Linked DNA regions of Sus scrofa: all the other regions are linked to region 1. The links are chromatin contacts, called in public HiChIP or PLAC-seq and promoter capture Hi-C maps. All regions are on one chromosome and are shown on one strand. The core of a region is the stretch at or near the end of the contact, and the rest is flanking DNA. Distances in the headings are between cores, read along the strand shown.

Region 1 (5,310 bases), core at 1,547-4,046:
ATTGATCAAATAATTATTAGAAGGATTAAAGGATATGAATTTCTTACTGTTCGAGAAGTTAGGTACAGATAGAACAGTACAGATAGAACAAGGGAGAAAACCATAATAAACACTACGGTATAGAATGGATATGCTATTATCAATGTAATGTCATAGTTTTCAGTAGATGATAGCTAGATATACAAATAGACAAAAAGACTAACTTTGTCATGTAGAGGGCTAGAAGCAAGGATACTTCTAGAAGGCATGAGGAAACCTGGCAACCTTGTTTCTGAATTCGTTTCCATCCAAAAGGAATCAGAGCTCTTTGGAGAAAATGGCTGAGAGGTCTGTGGCAGGGAAAATTCAAGTTAAGGCTGAATGATCTTTTTGTGCCAGAAAGTATGGAATTGCTCAAAGAATGATGGGGGCAAGTAGAAGACACAAAAGCCAGCTTTAAAATGCTCCCAGTGGCAAACAGGGACAATTTGGGTATCAAAATAAATCGTGACAATAAAAGACTATAATGAATCTATACAGATAAAAGTGAATAAACTGAAATTTTGGTGAGGAATACAATATTTACAAAATCTCTGTCTCCACACAAGTTGCTTGTTTGTTACAAAGGGAAATGGAAAATTTCAAAGTGTAGAGGAATGGCAGAAACCACCTTAACCAAAGTGATCAAAGTTACAAAATAATAGGACAAATTGAAAACTAAATAGATAATGAAAGAAAACCTTCAAAATTTTTTTTTGTTGCTCCATACCAAGAATAAAAAACATATTTAAACAAACTTTTAAGGAACAGAGCAACAACTAAAATCCCCCACACCCAGCATTGTGCCAAGAACTTCACACATATTTCCATATCTAAGTATCACATCACACACAATACAGGCATCATCAACCCACTTTACAGGTGAGGAAAAATCTGTATACATCTTAAGTAACATGCCTAATTCATATAGCTAGTTATGCAGAAGTAGAATCTGAATCCAGATAGTTTGCTTCCCAGGTAGGCATGGTTAATCACTAATGGCTTTATCTTTTCTGTAACCCACTGAAAGAAATACATTTTACATCGTGATATGCACATACACAAATAAAACAATTTCCACAAAACACTATTTACCTTAATGCTATGTAGCAAAAAGTGTTTTTTGTTAAGATGCCTGTTTTCAGTCATGAAATTAATTTCTCGACTTATGGTTAAAAAAATGCACAATGCTGCTTCAAAACACAGTATTTATTGTAACTATAGTAGCCAAAAAAGGAAAAAAATAAATGTAACTAAAAGTCAGCCACACAACCTAGTAGTAATTATCGAGGTAAAGTTATTTGGGAAAAATACAGCATGTACATTACTTAGAATGATTCATAACGCTTACATACATAAAAAATACATTCTAAAAGTAGCTATGCTAAATTTAAAAAGGGATATAGGCAATTACATTTTATAGACTTTTATTGTTTCAATTTATAGACTTTTATTGTTCCTTTCAAAGTGGGGTCGTCAAGAGGCCAGGTAAGAGCCATTTCGTGCTTTTATTTCCTTGACATCAAAGCAACTTACTGACGTGTTCTTTCTTCAATATCTATTTCCAGATCATGGTACAAAGTTTTCCAATTAGCTTTAGAAAGCTAGCGAGATTTTTATACCAAAAAACACAGACAATAAATCAAAACAAATCGTCCGTTAATATTTTTATAGGTGAAAATTTGGAACCAAGGAACTTGCAATATAAGTCGGCAAACACATCCTAAAACTACGCACATTGAAGCTTTAGCAGAAAGATGCACACACACCACACACACACACACACACACACACGCCCCCCACCCCCCCCTGGAGTCCCTCTGAGTCTCTCAGATTTCAAGAAGAAGGGGCTGGGCCACCTGTTGGGGGTCTGGCCCTGGCCTCCTCCTCAGCCAGAGCCTCACAGTACTGAGCCGGCCAGTCCTTGGGGTCCTGATTGTGGACTTTGGCCACGAACTTGAGCACCTTCATCTTGCTGGTCTCCAGGTTGGTGCGTGGGCCCCACTGGAGCTCGTAGTCCACAGGATCAGTGTGGGGGATGCGCCGGTACTCCAGATACCTCTGCCGCACGAAGTCCTCGGTTATAAGCTTCTTGGGGTCCCCGAAGATCAGGTGCTTCTTGGTGGGGTGCACCCCGAGGCGCCGCAGAAAGTCCCAGACCTCCGTCTCCTTGATGCTGTTGCCTTTCATAAAGATGAGCCCCAGCACGATCATCAGCAACCCGGTGGTAGGTGTGCCCTGGTCGCCGCGCACCTCGGCGTCCTCCTCCACCGGCTCCAGCGTGTTGACCAGGATGTAGGTGTTGCTCCGGGGCTCCAGCTCTACCAGCCGGTACCCGAACACGTACTCCAGGCGCTCGGCTGCCAGCCGGAGCAGCTCCGGGAGGACGTCTTTATAGTCTCCGACCACGTGCTTCAGGATGTCGGTGCGCCGGATCGGGATCTTCCTCTGGTCCTTGATCAGCAGGAACTGCACGAGTTCGGCCACCTTCAGCTCCAGCTGCTTCTGCGACCGGGGCCCCGGCGCTGGGGAGGCCTCGGCCCGCCGGCCGCCCTGCGAGGAAGGCCCGCGGGACGTGCTCGGGACCTCCTCTGCGCCGCCGCCTCCTCCCCAGTCCCGCTCCCGTTCTGCCTGGGTGCCGGCGCGGCCGCGACTCTTCGGTTTTTGCGACATATCGCGGCGGCGGGCCCCGGACGGCGCGGACTCACAGTAACCGGCGGCTGCGAGATTGCGGGTAGGCGCGCAGCTGGTCCCGGCGGCCCGGGGCGGGGCCACGGGCGCGAGTTCCTCACGGAGGCTGCGCGCTGCGTCAAGAGGGCTGCGCGCTACGTCACGGAGTTCGCGCCACGTCTTGTGGGTAGGTCGGAGCAGTGGCCTTTTGGCAGTCAGGAAAGTGGGGTCTTTGCTCAGCCTTGGCGGTCCCTATGGCTTCTTTTATTATAATTAAGGATTGTCCTTACCAAGCCAAGCAGATAGAGAACAGGAAACAAAGCCCCTAACAGAGCGACTAGGACTACTGAGAGTAAGTATGACGAGTTCTCAAGTCGGAACTTGTTAGGTGAAGGAAACTCCGAAGGTGAATGTGGGAGAAAAACCGCGGAGAGCGTGAAAGGAAAGTGAAAGCATTTCTTTTCCATTCAAAACTAGATGTAAAAGGAATGAAAAACCATGAGGACTAGTTTGCTTTCACCAATCCCTCCTAACCGTTTCCCAAGAGTTACTTTCTCTAAAGCCTGTTTAAAACAGTCTCTTTAAAAACAAAGGTAACAACAGACTTGCCTTTTCACTATTTCAGTGTCGATATTGTGTACATATAAATACCATCAGCTGGACAACTTCGCGAAGCCGCCCCATAAATCACGTTTAATTGGAGTGTTTTTGCTTGGTCAAGGGAGTTTATCTTTTATAAAGCACATGCTCATGAAAATCGCCTTGGTCCCACAACCAGAATTTTAGCAGAAATGGGTGAGAGAAAGCTACCAACAAAGATATGCGCTCTCAAGAGGTTGCCGTTTAATTTTAGGCATCCTGACCAAGAACTGCAATCATGGACTGCCTTAATAGATCAGCCTTAAGGGCTCAATGTGAAAGTTAGGAGAACCCAAGGGTAGCATCCCTTATAATCTATTAAATGTGCAAAAAAAAATATATATATATATATATATATACATATATATATACACACACATAGTGCAACTTTAATAACCAACATGAATTGTTTCATTAACTCAAACCATTTGCAGTCTGCTGCCTTATTTCCACGGATCTTAGCAAATGCCTTTCTTTAAAAAAATTTTTTTTCTTTCGTTTTTTTGTCTTTTTGTCTTTTTAGGGCCGCACCCATGCATATGGAGGTTCCCAGGCTAGGGGTCTAATCAGAGCTGCAGCTGCCAGCCTACACCACAGCAACGCCAGATCCAAGCCGAGTCTGCCACCTACACCACAGCTCAAGGAAATGCTGGATCCTTAGGCCACTGAGTGAGGGCAGGGATGGAACCCAGACCTCATGGTTCCTAGTCAGATTCATTTCTGCTGCGCCACAATGGGAACTCCAGCCTTCCTTTTCTATTTAGTGACTTGCAAAGAAGAAACTGAGTTTCCCATTTTGTCTTTTTTAAAGCTACCAGAAAGTGGGTAAACTCTTCAAAGAACCAAATCAAATTGAGTTCCTCTTTAATGCAAATATATTCCAAGGAAAGTAATTCAAAACACATTATTTGAATAATAGCATCAAAACACAGCCTTATTAAAATTTCATTAAATGTTAGTAGCATAAAATTTTTGTTGTAATTCAGTATGAAAATGCCATCTGATAATGGCGCAGTATTAAATGTAAAATATTCCATGTTGTAGTGCAAGTATGCTAAAATCTGCTAAACTATGAGTAATAACTTTCTGTTCCACACAAGATCTAACAATATATCCTCAAGCATCAATCTTAATGGCAGAAGCCTGCTAAGAAAAACAAATATATCATCAAGGCATTCATTTTGTTTCACAATGAGAAAATTCATCTGCTTCAACTTTCTTGCAAATTAAAATTTAAACCCAAGTTCAAAGAAACCTCCTACAATTGAGAATTCTGCAAAAGGTCCCTTCAGAAGGATCAGTTGTACCCCGACTTAGAAAAGGAAAAAAAATAGCAACCAAGAGATAACAGAAAAATAGGAAATAAGACAAAAACCACTGTCAACAATTGGGCTGGTTTTTTAGTGTTTTGTTTTGTTTTGTTTTTTGTTTTTTTCCTTGATAAGGAGTTTGCCTCAGTTACCAAGTAGTCTCACAGGTCAAGCAAATGGTTAAAAAAATATACCAGCTTTAAGTCTTAAAATACCTCTCTGTACTTTGTCCAGAAGAATGCAAATGGAAAAATGCAGATTAGAATGAAGTTTTAAGAGTTCCCATGGTGGCGCAGTGGTTGGCGAATCTGACTGGGAACCATGGGGTTGCAGGTTCGATCCCTGGCCTTGCTCAGTGGGTTGGGGATCTGGCATTGCCATGAGCTGTGGTGTAGGTCGCGGATGTGGCTTGGATCCCGAGTTGCTGTGGTTCTGGTGTAGGCCCGTGGCTGTGGCTCCTGTTGGACCCCTAGCCTGGGAACCCCCATGTGCCGCGGATGCGGCCCTGGAAAAGGCAAAAAGACAAAAAATAAAATAAGATAAAATAAAGAACACTGGCTCTTGAGTCACCAAAAAAAAAAAAAAAAGAATGAAGTTTTAGACATTGCATAGAGAAGTCACCCAGACACGCTTAGATTGATACAGGACATCCATGATGTTTACAGAAAAATTG
Region 2 (5,310 bases), core at 2,039-4,538, 890 kb after region 1:
ATAGTGCATTTTCCTTAGTTAGCATTAGTACTCCTTCCAAGGACTTGGGACCCACTGTTGGCTCCACTGATGGGCAGAATGAGAAGAAAGAAAGGGAATGAGTATAATTCTCTAATGTGTCTGCAGACAATGAGAGGACAAGCTTGGAAAGCTTTTAATTTCCTAGATGTCTTGAGAGACTTAAATGGGAAAATGTTATTCATCAAAAGAGGGAAATACTAGGAAATGAACATTATGAGATGTTATTGTTAAGAATTGTGATTTTCAAAAGATAGGTTTCAGATAAAACTCTGCAAAGCTTTTGAATGTGGGGGACAATCTTATTTTCTAATAACATTATTCCTTAGGTTTTGTTTTTGTTTTTTGTTTGTTTGTTTGTTTTTTGTCTTTCTGCTATTTCTTGGGCTGCTCCTGCGTCATATGGAGGTCCCAGGCTAGGGGTCGAATAGGAGCTGTAGCCGCCGGCCTATGCCAGAGCCATAGCAACACAGGATCCGATCCGCGTCTGCGACCTACACCACAGCTCACGGCAACGCCGGATCATTAACCCACTGAGCAAGGGCAGGGTCCGAACCCGCAACCTCATGGTTCCTAGTCGGATTTGTTAACCACTGAGCCACGACGGGAACTCCTGTTTTTTAATTTTTGGCAGCCCGTGGCATACGGACCTCCTGGGCCAGGGATCAGATCCAAGCTGCAGTCTTCAACCTAAGCCAAAGCTGCAGCAATGCCGGATCCTTAACCCACTGTGCTGGGCCCAGGACTGAACCTGAGTCCCTGTACTCCCAAGACACCACTAATCCCCATTGTGCCACAGCAGGAGCTCCTTAGGTTTATTTTTGTTTTTTGTTTTTGCTTTTTGGGGCCACACCTGCAGCATATGAAGGTTCCCAGGCTAGGGGTCTAATTGGAGCTACAGCTGCCAGCCTATGTCACAGCCACAGCAACGCCAGATCCAAGCCACATCTGCAAACTATACCACAGCTCACAGCCATGCTGAATCCTTAACCCACTGAGTGAGGCCAGGGATCAAACCCACAGCCTCATGGTTCCTAGTTGGTTTCATTTCCGATGCGCCACAATGGGAACTCCAGTATTTTTTTTTTTTTTAACTAAAGTTTTACTGAAGTTCACACTGAAACTTTATCTTCTAAATCAGAATCATTAATTTGTTTTTACTAACCAACAACCACAAAAGAAGCAGCTAGTACTAAATACTGGATTACAGACAAATCAGTGTTGTGCAGTCTAGTTTCCTCTGTGGCATAAGAATTGCCATTTCAATGCTTCTAATTGACAAATTGAACCTATTTATCCTTAGAAAAAATAAACCCTCAAATAAAATGTGTTACATAGTGCTTCCAGTGTTTTACCTGTAAGTTTATACTGTAATAATTTTCTCCCCAAGAGTTGAAGTTAGTTTTTTTAAACTCAATGAATTTTATTACATTTATAGTTGTACAACTTTCATCACAACCCAATTTTATAGCATTTCCATCCCAAACTCCCAGCCCATCCCTTCAACCCCCAACCTGTCTCCTTTGGAAACTGTAAGTTTTTCAAAGTCTGTGAGTCAGTATCTGTTCTGCAAAAAAGTTCATTGCGTCATTTTTTTAAGATTCCACATGTAAGTGGAATCTTAAGTGCATTTGATGTAGGTGTCTCACTGTCTGACTAACTTCACTTAGCATGATAATTTCTAAGTGCATCCATGTTGCTGCTAAATTACTTTTTTGATAGGATGACATTCCACTGATTTATAGCTGCGAATGGATTTCTGATCTTCTTTTTTTTTTTTCCCCTTTTAGGGCCACATCTGCACATATGTAAGTTCCTAGGCTAAGGGCCAAATCAGAGTTTCAGCTGCCAGCCTGTGCCACATCCACAGCAACACCAGATCCAAGCTGCATCTGTGACCTACACCACAGCTTGGGGCAATGCCAGATCCTTTACCTACTGAGGGAGGGCAGGGACTGAACCCACATCCTCACAGATACTAGTTAGGTTCTTAACCCGCTGAGCCACAACAGGAACTCTTGGATTAGGGTTAGGGTTAGGGTTCTGATTTTAACTGAGAGGATCACCTTACTGCTCAGACAGAATTAAAATGTCTTTATGCCAGTAGTGAATTTAGCTGCCAATCAAGCAGGGTTTTTTTTGAGTGTTTATTTGGCTATATGATGTAGAATTCAAAACAAAGACATGCGCTCTCTTTTCTACACACATCATTTAGTTAGCTTCCTGAAGAGTTGGTAAACAAAACGGTACAGCTGACTGTGAACAACAGGGGTCTACTTATCTCTGGATTGTTTTCAGTAGTAAATACTAGTGTATGACATGACCCTACCCCAGGTGGTTCAATCTAAGGAGGTAGAACCACCAGTGGAGAGGAACTGGTTAAGGAGAGCCCATCCTCAGTTATGTGTTGGTTTTCCACCACACACACACACCCCTTTCCCTCAAGTCCTTCCAGTGTCAAGTGTATTATCTAACAGACCTGTGTGATGCTAGATTGTGAGACAGAACTTTTTAGGCTAACATTTACTGAGGTCAAGCACTACTCAATGTATTTCTTTCATTCACCAATCATACTAGTGAGGGAGGGTGTCAGAAGACTGCTAGGTGGGCGGGAAGAGGGAAGCCTATTTGCAGCCCTTGATCAAAGATGCTGCAGTGGGAACAGGTGCCCGCGAGCCTCAGGAGCCAGGGACCTAGGGAGCAGCTCCTGCCCCAGGACGGGCCTCCTTCAGGAGAGTTTGGGGCCTGAGACCAGCGGCTACACTTCCTGTTCGGCTTCTCCCTGTCTTTCAGGAACTTTCTGGAAGTGCTACACGTCTCTAAGGAGCTAGCCTGGGAGCATGGCGGCCCGTGGAGAAGGTGCTAGCTACACGCTGGCTGGGCCAGTCCTGGGGTCGCGGGGAGTGGGGTCTCAGGGGCCACCTGGCATGCCTGAGTTCCTTCCCAAACAGTTCGGGCCATTTTCCTCATCTATAAAAAGCACCTTTTCCGTCTGTCATTGAACCTTCGCACAGTACCGAGTGCACAGCAGCAGTTTTTGTCTCTAAACATACATATCTGGTCACGTGTAAATAGCGGCCAAATTTCCAATTTGCCCGCCTCTGCTTCCAGTTCCTCAGGTGTGGCTCTGGGTCCCAGGAGACCTGGCCTAGTGCCAAGCGCTGCCTACAGTTCTGCACCAGGGAGCTTCCGGTCGGGGCCAGAGTTTTCGGCGGGCGGCCGCGCCTGCGCCCAGGCCCCGCCCCTTCGGCGCGCCGGGACCACGCCCCTCGGCCCGGCAATCCCCACCCCCATCCCAATTCCGGAAGTTCGCGAGCCGAAAAGATGGCGGCTGTGGCTGTGCCGCTGCAGGGCTTGCGCCGCTTGTGTCGCGTGCTGCTGTTCCTCTCGCAGTTCTACATCCTGTCGGGCGGCGGTGAGTGAGGGGCCGGGACCCTGGAGTGGGGGGCGTCGGGTTGGGCCCGTGGGCGAAGGCTGGGGTGTGGGCAGAGGGTCGTCAACGGGCGAGTCAGTATGTTTCTGGACGCCAGCCCGCCCCTTGGCCAGGAACCCGCAGCCTCGAGCCTTGAACCTGGAGCCGGGGCCGAGGGCTCGGCCAGGGACGCAGAGCTGAGTCCCGGCGTCACGCTTCGTCTCCAGTTGCCCGCAGACCTAAATTGGTGTTTATCCCGTTGGGTTTCATCCTTCAGCTTTCGGGCTGTCAGGCCAAGAGGTTGCAAGCAGTTATTGGCCTGGTGGTTTACGGTCCCAGGATAACACGTTTCTCTAATTGTAGGGTCCTTAAATGTAGAGCCTTCGCAGCCGCTGGCTCAATCAGTCAAGGATCCGGGCCCGACACGTACTTTCACAGTAGTTCCCAGGGCAGCAGGTACTAGACATTTTACGTTCTAGTAAATGTGTATATTTGTATCTAGCGGTTCCTCCCTTTCTTTTTTGGGTAGTTTCTTTTAGAATATGAAATCACGTCCCATTCTTTTAACATTTCATACATTGCATTTTAGATTGCGTGAACCAAGGGCAAATACCGTAATTTTCTGTAGACAGTCTTGGTGTTTCTGAAGAGTACCTTTTGATATTCCTGCCTCATCTCTTTTCCTAAATTTCAAGGTTTTTTTTGTTTTGTTTTGTTTTTTTCACTTCATCCATCAAGATAACCTTCGACCATTGCCTCTTTCGCCTCAGAAAATTTCTTGTGCTTCTCAAACCCTGTTCCTGACATCGAATATTAAAGGCTCCCCCACAGCTGTATAAAATGAAGGGATGGGAGAGGGTCAGAGACTTGGCCTCTAAGTCTGGTGGTGCTGCTGGGAGCCGGAACAAATTATCCACTTTTTAGGGCTTATTTTCTCATCTTTAATTTAGTAGGGTTAACCCTCTGAAGTCATTTTGCTTCGTGATTCTAAGTGTACATCCTCCAACCATAATAGTAATAGGAACAAAAGAAAAGCTATAATAGATAGAATTGCCTACTTAGTGGTGACTTTAGGTAGAACTAGTTTTAAATGAGTATTTATTGTGTTTTGCTAAATGGAACCTCAGTTTCTCTAGTTTCCCACGAGCTTTGGTAGATAGAATTGCCTACTTAGTGGTGACTTTAGGTAGAACTAGTTTTAAATGAGTATTTATTGTGTTTTGCTAAATGGAACCTCAGTGTCTCTAGTTTCCCACAAGCTATGGTAGATAGAATTGCCTACTTAGTGGTGACTTTAGGTGGAACTAGTTTTAAATGAGTATTTATTGTGTTTTGCTAAATGGAACCTCAGTTTCTCTAGTTTCTTCACTTTAGAATTCCATTATTTTTTTTCCTTTTAATGATTTTTATTTTTTCCATTATAGTTGGTTTACAGTGTTCTGTCAATTTTCTGCTGGACAGCAAAGTGACCCAGTCACACATACATATATATACATACATTCTTTTTCTCAGGACCTTCTCTTCCACCATGCTCCATCACAAGTGACTAAATATAGTTCCCAGTGCTGTACAGCAGGATTACAGTTCCATTATTTGAATTGAAGCCGGCAGATTCTATAAAAGACCACTAGAAGATAGCAGCTGCACCCTCGGTACCTGGAAATTCGCAGGCTAGGGGTTGAATTGGAGCTACACCTGCCAGCCTACGCCACAGCCAAAGCAATGTGGAATCTGAGCTGCCTCTGCAATCTACACCACAGCTCATAACAGTGCTGGATCCTTGACCCACTGAGCGAGGCCAGGGATCAAACCTGATTCCTCATGGATACTAATTGAATTCATTTCTGCTGCACTACAACGGGAACTCCCATTTAAAAAAA
Region 3 (5,310 bases), core at 1,995-4,494, 610 kb before region 1:
TTTTCTCTGACCTCTTCTCTCACTGGACTAGGCTGCTCTAAACACACAAGGCAATTCTCACCTCTGGGCATTTGCACTGCTAACCCCCCATCCTGCTGATTTCCACCTGGCTTGCTCCCTTATTCCCTTTGATCTCTGCTCAAGTGTCATCTTATCACAAAGGCCTTCCCTGACTACACTCCATCTCCCATCAAAAAACAAAACCCTCATCCTCTTCCCATGTTTTATTTTTTTCATGGCACTTATACATCAATTTTTACATCTTTACAGCCATGGTGAAAATGCCAGGTAAGTAGATACATTGTCTTAGTGACCCAAGTGGTTTTTAGCACAGTTAGCCCTCAATACAAACATAGTAACTGAATGAAATATATGAACTACCTAGCATCTAATAGATATTCAAAACACGTTAGCGCTTTTTTTTTTTTTTTTTTTCCCTCTCTACAAGGAAAAGGAAATGATCTGTAGGGAATGTCACTATCCCTCAAGAAGGAAGAACCAGTAATGGAAACAGTCAGAAAAATAGATCAAAACCATGACATTAGAGCCATAAGAGATAGTCAGCTATTCCAAACTTACTGAGCATCAAGCACTGAGAAGAAGCTATAAGACCAGTGCTAGGAACAGCACTGTGTTCTCCCAAAAGTCATACACTGAAGCCGTGACCCCCAAGGTGACTATATTTGGAGACAAAGCCTTTACTTAAAGTTAAATGAGGCCATAAGGGATGGGATCCTAATCCAACAGGATTAATGCTCTGTGAGAAGAGACACCAAAGTGAGGCACTTTACTCCCAGGTCTCTCCACTGTGTGCAAGCCAGGCAGAGAGCTCTCAGCAGAATTCCATCTTGCCTACATCTTGATCTTGAACTTCCTAGCCTCCAATACTGTGAAAAATAAATTTTTGTTGTTTAAGCCACTTGGTTTGTGATATATCATGGCAACCCCAAGCAGACTAATACAATTAGATACCTGGAAATGTCCTAAAACTTAGGGTAGGTCATAACAAATCTGGAAATCAGAGTTTTTCCATATTGCAATTGTATGGCCACTTATTAGAGTTGTAATACTAAGAAAACCTGTCTGGCAAAACCCAAATCACACTAAGCCATTTAGTATAAATCAAGATCCACATATTCCCTGATGAGTATTTATGGGGGAAAAAAATCCTACTTTTTCCAGTTTTATTGGGATATAATTGACATACATCACTTTATTTTTTTAGAGATTAATTTTATTTATTTATTTATTTTCGCTTTTTAGGGCCACATCTATGGAATATGGAGGTTCCCAGGCTAGGGGTCCAATCAGAGCTACAGCTGCCAGCCTACCCACAGCCACAGGAATGCAGGATCCAAGATGCGTCTGCGACCTACACCACGGCTCACCACAGTGCCAGATCCTTAACCCACCGATCGAGGCCAGGGATCAAACCCGTAACCTCATGGTTCCTAGTAGGATTCATTTCCACTGGGCCATGACGGGAACTCTGACATACATCACTTTATAAGCTTAGGGCATACAGTATAAAGGTCTGACTTGCACATACTGCCGAATGATTATCACAAGTTTAGTTGGCATCCACTATCTCATACAGATACAAAGAGAAAGAAAGTTTCCCTTGTGATGAAGACACTTAGGATTTACTCTTAACAATTTCCCTGTATATCACACAGTAGTGTTAACTATACTCACCATGCTGTACATTACATCCTAGGACTTATTTACCTTGTAACTGGAAGTTTGTACATTTTGACCATCTTTCTCCAATCCCCCCGCCGGCCCCCCACTCTGGTAACCACAAAACTGATCTCCTTTTCTATGAGTTTGTTTTCTTTAAATCCATTTAATGTAGTGAGATCACAGACTACTCATTAAAAGGTTTTAAACATGTGTGGACAATAGTACCTTTACACCTATAACTCACTGGGCTTAACATTTTAAAGTACAATTGTGGTTCCTGAGAAAAATGGAATCATATGTTACTCAAGTTAACCAGAAAGATCAGTGGAGTTCTGGATCCAGGACCCAAGAAAAAGTAACTTGTGAATCTTAAACACTTAAGTTTTTTTAGTGTTTCCATTAACATTTGTCAGTATGATTCATATGGCCACATTGGAGCTTCCTGGTGACATTTTTTATAAAACGTTGGATTAGGGATTTATTCTTCAAAGTGTGAGAAGAATCTAGTCTCAACTAAGATTTACAAGAAGGTAACATCACTAACCCCCTTCCACCAAAGGCTGCTTCAGTTCGGAATTCTGTTAAAGAGTTCAGAAATGGCCCGTGCTTGATGTGCAGAAATTCTTCTGCTCTCTGCAATTAATGGCCAGAATATTCAGGCCATAGCCTAAGGAAGCCCTTCACACCGCTAAGGACTCATTCTTGCTGAGCTTTTAATTATTTATCTACTTGCTGTACCTTTGCATGTGAGGATAGGCAAGAAAAAACAGGAAGGCGACTTTCTTAATATCTGTTCACACTTAAGTTTAACAACGAGGCTAGGAGTTAAAATAAACTGAGCTGTCCGGGTTGCTGACATCGTCCTGTGTCAACAGCGCCCATGCCCACGCCAGCCTCAGCACCCCACGGAATTGAGCAGCAAGACATCTCAGTCACAAAGCTTCACGCTAAAACAAACAGACCAGGTGAAGGAAGAAAGTCTTCCCTGGTGTGGGACCTTGAAGGGACCGAGCTGACCGTTTGATCCCGGTCACTGTCAGCTGTCCTGGGCCACTTTCCCGGGGCCCGTCCCTCATCCGCTGGGCGCAGACAGCGTGACCCGCTAAGCCTGGGGCTCCAGAGTCCTCTGTCCCTCACCCCCACCCCAGCTCCTCCCAAAGACTGAAAACAACAATCCCCGCGTGAGCACGGTGACTAGAGACCAGCAGTGGAAGGTGCTGTCTCAGGAAGAGCGGAACTGCGGCGCAGTAGCTATCAAAGGGAGCCTCCAGCTACCGCCGTGACCCCGCAGGCCGCCATGACCCCTGCCAGCCGCCGTAGGTTCTCGCCGGCCGCCGAGGACCCTGCCGGCCGCCGTAGGTGCGCCCCTACCCCGCCCAAGCGGGGTTCTCAAGATGGCTCCCGGGCCCCGCTCCCCCCGGCACCCTAGCTGAGGGCTGGGCAAAGGCACTCTGCGTAGGCCTCGCGTTCCGGCGCCGGCGCGGCCTAGAGGTCGGGAGCGGCCGGCCGCCGGCCCTGCGCGTGCCTCTCGCCGGGCGGGGTGGGGCGGGGCGCCGGGCCCCTTCCGGGGATGGGCCCCGGCTCCTCCCCGCTCGGGCGGGCGCTCCGCCGAGTCTCCGCCCGTCAGCCCTCCCGGCCCGGCTGGCCGCAGACCGTGCCAGGGCGGCCGCACTGGGAGCTCGCAGCCCGCGGGCGTCGGGAGGCGGGTCCCGGGCCGCGACCCGGCCCGGCGGAGCGAAGCCGGTGGCGGCACCATGTTCTCGCTCAAGCCGCCCAGACCCACCTTCAGGTCCTACCTCCTGCCGCCCCCCCAGGTAAATATCCCTCTCCCCCGGGACCTTCTCCTCGCGCTTCCGGGGAGCCGCGGGCCCGCCGGGGAGCGGGGGAGCCCGGAGGTTGCCCTGTCCCCCGACCCCACCCCGGTTCCCCGTCCTCTGTCCCCAGTTGCGCGGCTGCCCGACCTTGGCTCGGGGAAGCGCGCCTTCCTGGGAGCCCCACTGGCTCCTTGGAAACTTGCAGAACTCCGCCGCAGCCATTCCCTCCCCCCAAGACCCCCGGGAGCGACGGAGCAACCGGAGCCGGATTTATTTAGCCCTTTGCTTGGCGACAGTCCCTGCTGTGACCGCCAGCTGATTACATCGCCTGTGGGCACTTAGTGGAAGAAGTCACGCACCTGTCTTAAAAGTGAACACCTGGAAGCGGCTTAGGCGCTTAGAGTGTTTTTATGCTCAGACTCTCAATTCCATTATGAGCAGACCTTTCTTTAAAAGAGCTGGGTGAAAATGTGAAAGAATTTAAGGGGGGGATATGTATCATCACTTAGAAAACTAAATTTGCTTTAGTCTCTCACAGGGAAAAAAAGATTTGATTTTGATTTATTTTGCTAATGTATTTCAGACTGACGATAAGATTAATTCGGAACCGAAGATTAAAAAACTGGAGCCAGTTCTTTTGCCAGGTAAACATGAGGGTTCTAATAGATAATTTAGTGGTGTGTTTTGGTCTAAGACTCTTCTATCAGCTAGTACCATGTGGTTAACTTTCCTCATTTACTTTAAAGTTTAGCAAGTTAAAAATCTAAGACTGAGGAGGGAGGGAAAAAGTTGGTAAGATGTAAACAACAGCAACAAAAAGTAGTGTTAAATGGGTATTTGCCCTTGAAAATTGACGCATCATAGAAAACTGTCAAGAATATCACTCTTATTTCCTCTTTTGTCTCCTGAAATGTGCTTTTTGAAAGCTATCATTAATTGCTTAGGTAGTGAAAGAACTGTCTGCAAATTCATGCAGGAATGGTTAATAGATCATCATTTTAACAGTATGAAAAGCAACTTTTATTATGTTTGGGTCTCTATACCAGTGATAGAGCTTAGTGACCTTTGAATTACTTACTTGGCAATTGTTTTTTGAAGGTGTCAGCTGTGTTTGCAGATCTTCTTGTTTCAATTTAGAATGGGGTTTCCCAGCAGAGACACTATAGACATTTTGGGCTTGACAATTCTTTGTTGGAAGGATGTCCTGTGCATTGCAAGATGTTTAGAAGCATCCTTGGTCTCTACCCAATAGATGCCAGTAGCATCCCCTCCTTTACCTCCCACTTATGAGAAGCAGAATGTCTCCAGACATTGCCAAACCCTTTTATTTTAGGGGCAAAATTTTCTCCCTGTGGAGAAGCACTGGTTTAACAAAATTGACCTTAGAGGTAGATGTAGGAATTGATGGTAAATAGGAGTTTCATTTTAAAGCATGTAAGATATTTATTTGATTGGTATTTTGAATTACATGACAAGTATATGTTTAAGAAAAGTAACTTGTTTAATATGCTTATTGGGGAAAGTAGCCAGATACTTAGAAAAACTTGATTTAAACCTGAAATATAACCAAATACCAGCTTGTGTGTCTACTGTCAACATGTAAAAATCTCAGTCATTACTTAATGCTAAATCTGGTAAAATGATTAGATAGGTAGTAATGGAACAAATATAAACACTTTAAATTTTGTCCTTTAAAATTTTTAATATTGAGTAGGAACAAACAAAAACATCAACCTATGGTTCCGTGTTATAGATGCTGACTTAAGATTGTTCTAAACTTTAGTATGGCTAGTTAGTTATAAATATTTTCCCT
Region 4 (5,310 bases), core at 978-3,477, 510 kb before region 1:
GAGGAAGTGCTTGAATGTTACTCCAATTAGAAGCATCGTGCTTAGAGCTAGGAGATTTTGCCTCCCAATGTGACATCTGTGTTTTAGCTTCTGAAACAAGAGTCATTTTCACCTCTTCACAATCACCTGCCCCACATTTCGCAACACCTTTACCATCTACTCCTTTGATACTCTCTGGCTTTGAAAGGCCGTCCTCTAAAGTAGACTTTAATGCATTCCCAAGAGTTAAATCTGGTGAAATTAACACAGGAGTGTTATCTGAAAATGCAAGGGTGAGGCTTGATCTGCATTCCTCGGTAGGCTTTTGGTCTTCAATTTCCATTACTTTAGTGCCTTCAGGAGTATGTGGTTCCTCAAGAGAATCATAGGTAAACATGTTTTCCTTTTGAGAACTATTCTCCAAAAGTTGACCCTGGTCCTCAATCTCTGAATGGTTTTCAACCAGGCTCTTAACCACTGAGGATGAGGAACTCTGGGGACTCTGATTGGCAAGTCCCTCACTCTTACCTATTGATCTTTTAGCCTTTATGTATCTTCGGGACAATTTAGATGACAGGCTTCCCAGAGAGATGACTTTTACATTAAGATGTCTCAGTTCATCTTGATTTCTGCCCACCAAGTCATCATTATTCTTAAAGTAGGGGCTGGTCTTCTTTTTCATGCCCGTTTTTGCTGAGTCACTTTGGCCAGGGGTTAAATTCATCTTTGATGGTGATGACTTCTCTGGCATTACATCTTCTAAAGCAGTATTGGTTACATCTACTGTGGACACATTTGAACTTGCTAAGCCAATGTGCCCTGGGTCCCCTGGAGTGATGTCACCATTGTCAGCACACATTTCATCAAGGTGCCTGTTTAGGTCATATCTTGGCACCATTTTACTACAAACAGGGCAGGCAAGTTTGGCAGGCGGTACATTGTTAAAAAATGAAATAATAGAGTTAGACTCATTTTTTTTAGTTTTGCTTATTGATAAACTTCTACAAGGTCTTTTTTTGGCAGATTTCCCCACTGACATCATGAGTATTAGAGAAGCTGGGTGTTTCCAGGAGTAAAATACAGCATATCACTGGGGAAGAACAATGGTTTACTCTTACTTTCCTGACTTGAAATCATAAAAAGTGGGATTCTACTGGACTTCATGTTATTCATTTAGTCAATTTCTTCTTCCTACAAAATAAAAACATGCGGGTTAACAACATTTTTGTGAATTCAACTAAAAACCGGAAACAAAAACTCTAAAACGTGCAATGGCAAACTTGGTATGAGGAAAAACCGTGGACTCCGGGCCAGAAGACCCTCCTATCAGATGTCCATATCACCTCAGTGTGTCCCTTACCATAAAATGATGGCGTTGGACTTTGTGGGGATAAGTTTTTTGCTTTTGGCCGCGCCCTCGGTATAGGGAAGTTTCCCAGCCAAGGATGGAACTCAGGCCACAGCAGCAACCTGAGCTGCAGCAGTGACAACGCTGGACCCCGCTGCGCTACAAAGGCACTCCAGTTCTTTTTTTTTTTTTTTTTTTTTTTTTTTTCCGCTTTTTAAAAGGGCCGCGCCCACGGCATATTTAAGTTCCCAGGCTAGGGGTCCAACTGCAGCTACAGCTGCTGGCCTAGCCATAGCCACAGCAACGCCAGATATGAGCTGTGTCAGCGAGCACAGCTCGTGGCAACGCCGGATCCTTAATCCATTGAGCAAGGCCAGGGATCTAACCAGCATCTAACCAGCAACCTTATGATTCCTAATCGGATTCGTTTCCGCTGCGCCAGGATGGGAACTCCAGCTCTAACATTCCTAAAATTTAAAAATAACCGCTTTTTTTAAAAAGGCACATCTGACTATGCCAGTTCCTTTTCTAAAACCACTGCATTGTTAACTTTTTCTGGGACAGATAACGCCTACCCATTCGGGCAGCACAGGCCTGCAAGAAGAAAAGCTCCAAGTCGCAAGCCTCCGCCACACACTTGAAGGCCCCACCGTAGCCCCGCCCCCGAACATGAGGCTGGGGCTGAGCACCGCCCGCCCGCGCACCTGGGAGGCGCACCGGGGGTTCCACTGCCCGCCAGTCCGTCTTTCACCCCTTGCTCCTTCCCTCTCTCCCTCCTTCTTTCCCCTCTCTTGTCTCCCTCCCCTGTGCCCCCTCCCCTTTGTCCCTCCGGCAGTCCGGGCACCCCGAGGCGCGGATAACACCAGCTCAGCTGCCCCGCGCCTCCAACCCGCTCCACGCGCCAGGCATTCCCAGCTGCTCCCCGCGGCTCGGCCGCCACAGACTCGGCCAGCAGAGGCTCGAGTGATCGATCGTTCCTCCCTCTCCTCTTAAAGGCATCCTGCCCTCCAGGCAGGCTGAGCTGGCCGAGAGTCTATGAGACTCTTCGCACCTGGAGGAGCCCGGCGCCTGGAACGTGAGCGGGTTGCTGGTCGGAGAACATTCTATGTCTAGGGAAGGGGCATCCTGGGAGGAGATACAGGTGTGAACTCTACTTAGCCAGAAAGAAGGAAGACTCAGCAAGTGCTGGACATCTGCCAGCTGTTCTCTGAGATGCAGAGATGCTGTTCACAGATTCGCTGTTAGTAGAGATGCTATTCTCTGCCTAATGCAATAGATGCCTCAAGAACAAAGAAATAGATAAACAGCAACGCTGTTCGCAGAGATGCTGTTCCCTGCCGTAAGGCACAGGGAACTATATTCAATATTTTGAAATAACCTATAATGGAAAAGAATAGGAAAAAGAATACATATATATGTACAACACTTTGCTGTACACCTGAAACACTGTAAATCAACTATACTTCAATTAAAAATAAAAATTAAAAAAAGGGAATAATAAAATGTAGTCAGGTAATTAGGGAGTGGTGAATTTGGATATTTCTTACTTTTGTTTTCCATTTAGTTTAGTTTGTTTTAATATAGTTTTTCTTTGTTTTAATATAGCTTAATTTAATATAATGAGGTATAATTTAAAGTAATGGCTATATTTAACAACTGAAAAATTACTGTAAGTTTATCAGTCAGCCCTTGAGCACCAACAATGTTAACAAATGGGGGTCCAGGTGCTTACAAAATTATACTCACAAATGTCACTAGAAAGGAAAGTTACCTTGAATCAGAATGCCAACAATCTGGGGAGATAGTGGACTCAGTGTCTCCCCAAAACCACCTCCCAATATTCTGCTCTGCCGCAAAAGCTTTTAAAGGGAAAAAAGAAAGTGATCTCAGTAATCACAGAGATGGGGGAGTCAAGAGTCCTTGACATTCCTCACTGAGAGCAGGAATGTCACTTACTTTGGTCTTTCTCTAGATGCTATCTTGTTCATACAGGTTGTTTTCCAGAGATTACTGAAGGGGATGCTAGGGAAGAGATCTGGCCATCTGTTGTTACACTTTGTTTCTACTTCTTAGATCTACTGAACAAGTTAGGCAAAGTATTGTGTGATTAAAAGAATTGAATAGTGTGCTTGGGCTGGAGATAAGTAGAGCATACTGGTGCCTGGTTAAAAGTTAGTTACTGGGTTCATCGTGGCTCAGCGTTAATGAATCTGACTAGTATGCGCGAGGACTTGGGTTTAAGCTCTGGCCCTGCTCAGTTGGTTAAGGAACCAGCGCTGCAGTGACCTGTGGTCTAGGTCCCAGACTGGGCTGGGATCTGGCATTGCTGTGGCAGGGGTATAGGCTAGCAGCTACAGCTCCAATATGCCCCCTAGCCTGAGACCTTCCATATGCTGCAAGTGTGGCCCTAAAATGACAAAGAAAAAAAAAGGATTTAAAAAAAAACAAAAAACAATGAATCTATCTACAGAAAAAAGAAACAAACTCATGGACATGGAAAGCAGACTTGTGATCGCCAAGGAGAAGGGGGCAGGAGTGGGATGGACTAGGAGTTTGGGGTTAGTAGATGCATATTGCATTTGGAGTAAATAAGCAATGAGATTTTGCTGTATAACACAGGGAACTATATATATAATCACTTGTGAGGGAACATGACAGAAGATAATGTGAGAAAAAGAATATATATGTGTGTATGACTGGGTCACTTTGCTGCACAGTAGAAATTGACAGAACATTGTAAACCAATTATAATAAAAAATTTTTTAAGTTAATTTCAATGTGGCTTTGCTAGAGTAACAAGGAATGGGGCTTCCTGCGTAGGGCAGTTTCCTACAAAGAGCTGCTTGCAATACCAGCTGGTTCCAGCACCCAATGAGTGATCCAGATGGAAGTTTTCTGAGGCAGAATCCCCTGAGAGCTTTCCTCTACCACTGCCTTCAGCAGTGGTCAGCACTGTATGATTACTCCATGAATATGTGTCAGATGAATCCATGAATGAATAAACAAACCAAAGAGAAAAGGGTATGAACAGGGACCTCACTGACAAATATGTATTGAGTGCTTCCCTTGTACCATGTTCTGGACACTGAAGATATGGCCGTGAACAGAAAGAGAAATGGGGAAAAATTCTGCCTTCATGGAGAATACATTCTGTTGGAGGAAGATGGAGAAAAACAAAATATAAAATCATGTAGAGAGCTTAAAAGAAGAGTACTGATGAAATAAAATTCATATTTTTATGGCAAAATTTATTTAATTTAATTTATTTATTTTTGGTCTTTTGTCTTTTTAGGGCTGCACCCACGGCATGTGGAGGTTCCCAGGCTAGGGGTCCAACTGGAGCTGCAGCTGTCAGCCTATGCCACGGCCACTTCAACGCCAGATCCGAGCCACATCTGCTACCTACACCATAGCTCACAGCAACACTGAATCCTTAACCTACTGAGCAAGGCCAGGAATTGAACCCGCAACCTCATGGTTCCTAGTCAGATTCATTTCTGCTGTGACATGATGGAAATTCCCAAGATGAGAAAAATTTAAACATAAAATTTTTCTTTGCCCATTTGGGCCTTTTTTTTTTTTTTTTTTTTTTGGCCACACCCCAAGACATGTGGAAGTTCCCTAGCCAGGGTCCCATGCCACAGCAGTAACCCAGGCCACTGCAGTGACAATGCTGGGTCCTTAGCCTGCTGAGCCACAAGGGAGCGCCCAAGCCCCCCCTTCCCTTTAGTGTGTATTGTGCGTCTGCACATCCTTCTTAATCTACTTAATCTTCTAAACATCCTTCTTAATCTACTAAGAGGACATGACAACCCACTACTCACTTTGTTTGCATAGATCTGGATTTCGTAAAGTCTCGGTAATACCTCTGTCTCAAAAACTTATGTTACTGTGCTTTGACCTTTAATGATAACTGTTCTTGGAGCTTTCTGAGAAGCTGTTCTCGGTTTATTTATTTATCGATTTATTTATTTTAAAATGAC

What was found. Promoter capture Hi-C pulls out the DNA fragments that hold promoters and counts their contacts. HiChIP or PLAC-seq counts read pairs in DNA pulled down with a chosen protein or histone mark.
Region 2: a contact with region 1 is called in an H3K27ac HiChIP or PLAC-seq map of skeletal muscle, with 4 times the contacts expected there. The contact joins the promoter of TM2D3 here to the promoter of NSMCE3 in region 1. A contact is called at or near these places in 2 of 2 datasets of contacts at active chromatin or transcription factors (alveolar macrophages and skeletal muscle).
Region 3: an H3K27ac HiChIP or PLAC-seq map of alveolar macrophages shows a contact between it and region 1. The contact joins the promoter of MTMR10 here to the promoter of NSMCE3 in region 1. A contact is called at or near these places in 1 of 5 promoter capture datasets (liver) and 2 of 2 datasets of contacts at active chromatin or transcription factors (alveolar macrophages and skeletal muscle).
Region 4: a promoter capture Hi-C map of liver shows a contact between it and region 1, with 6 times the contacts expected there. The contact joins the promoter of FAN1 here to the promoter of NSMCE3 in region 1. A contact is called at or near these places in 1 of 5 promoter capture datasets (liver) and 1 of 47 Hi-C or Micro-C datasets (embryonic fibroblasts).

The regions. Positions count from the first base shown.
Region 1 is chr1:144,471,230-144,476,539 of Sscrofa11.1, forward strand. It overlaps NSMCE3 (non-structural maintenance of chromosomes element 3 homolog), which reads right to left and starts at 2,797. Exons shown (of 1, transcript XM_005659809.3): 1 at 1-2,797. The coding sequence starts at 2,691. The coding sequence ends at 1,855. The region is part of intron 2 of FAM189A1 (protein FAM189A1); the gene reads right to left.
Region 2 is chr1:145,356,405-145,361,714 of Sscrofa11.1, forward strand. It overlaps TM2D3 (TM2 domain-containing protein 3), which reads left to right and starts at 3,289. Exons shown (of 6, transcript XM_005652477.2): 1 at 3,289-3,433; 2 at 3,794-3,886. The coding sequence starts at 3,343. TARSL2 (probable threonine--tRNA ligase 2, cytoplasmic) reads left to right here. Exons shown (of 18, transcript XM_021084977.1): 18 at 1-1,358.
Region 3 is chr1:143,864,502-143,869,811 of Sscrofa11.1, forward strand. It overlaps MTMR10 (myotubularin-related protein 10), which reads left to right and starts at 3,245. Exons shown (of 16, transcript XM_003121665.4): 1 at 3,245-3,497; 2 at 4,081-4,141. The coding sequence starts at 3,438.
Region 4 is chr1:143,959,430-143,964,739 of Sscrofa11.1, forward strand. It overlaps FAN1 (fanconi-associated nuclease 1), which reads right to left and starts at 2,228. Exons shown (of 14, transcript XM_021098761.1): 1 at 2,032-2,228; 2 at 1-1,170. The coding sequence starts at 1,021.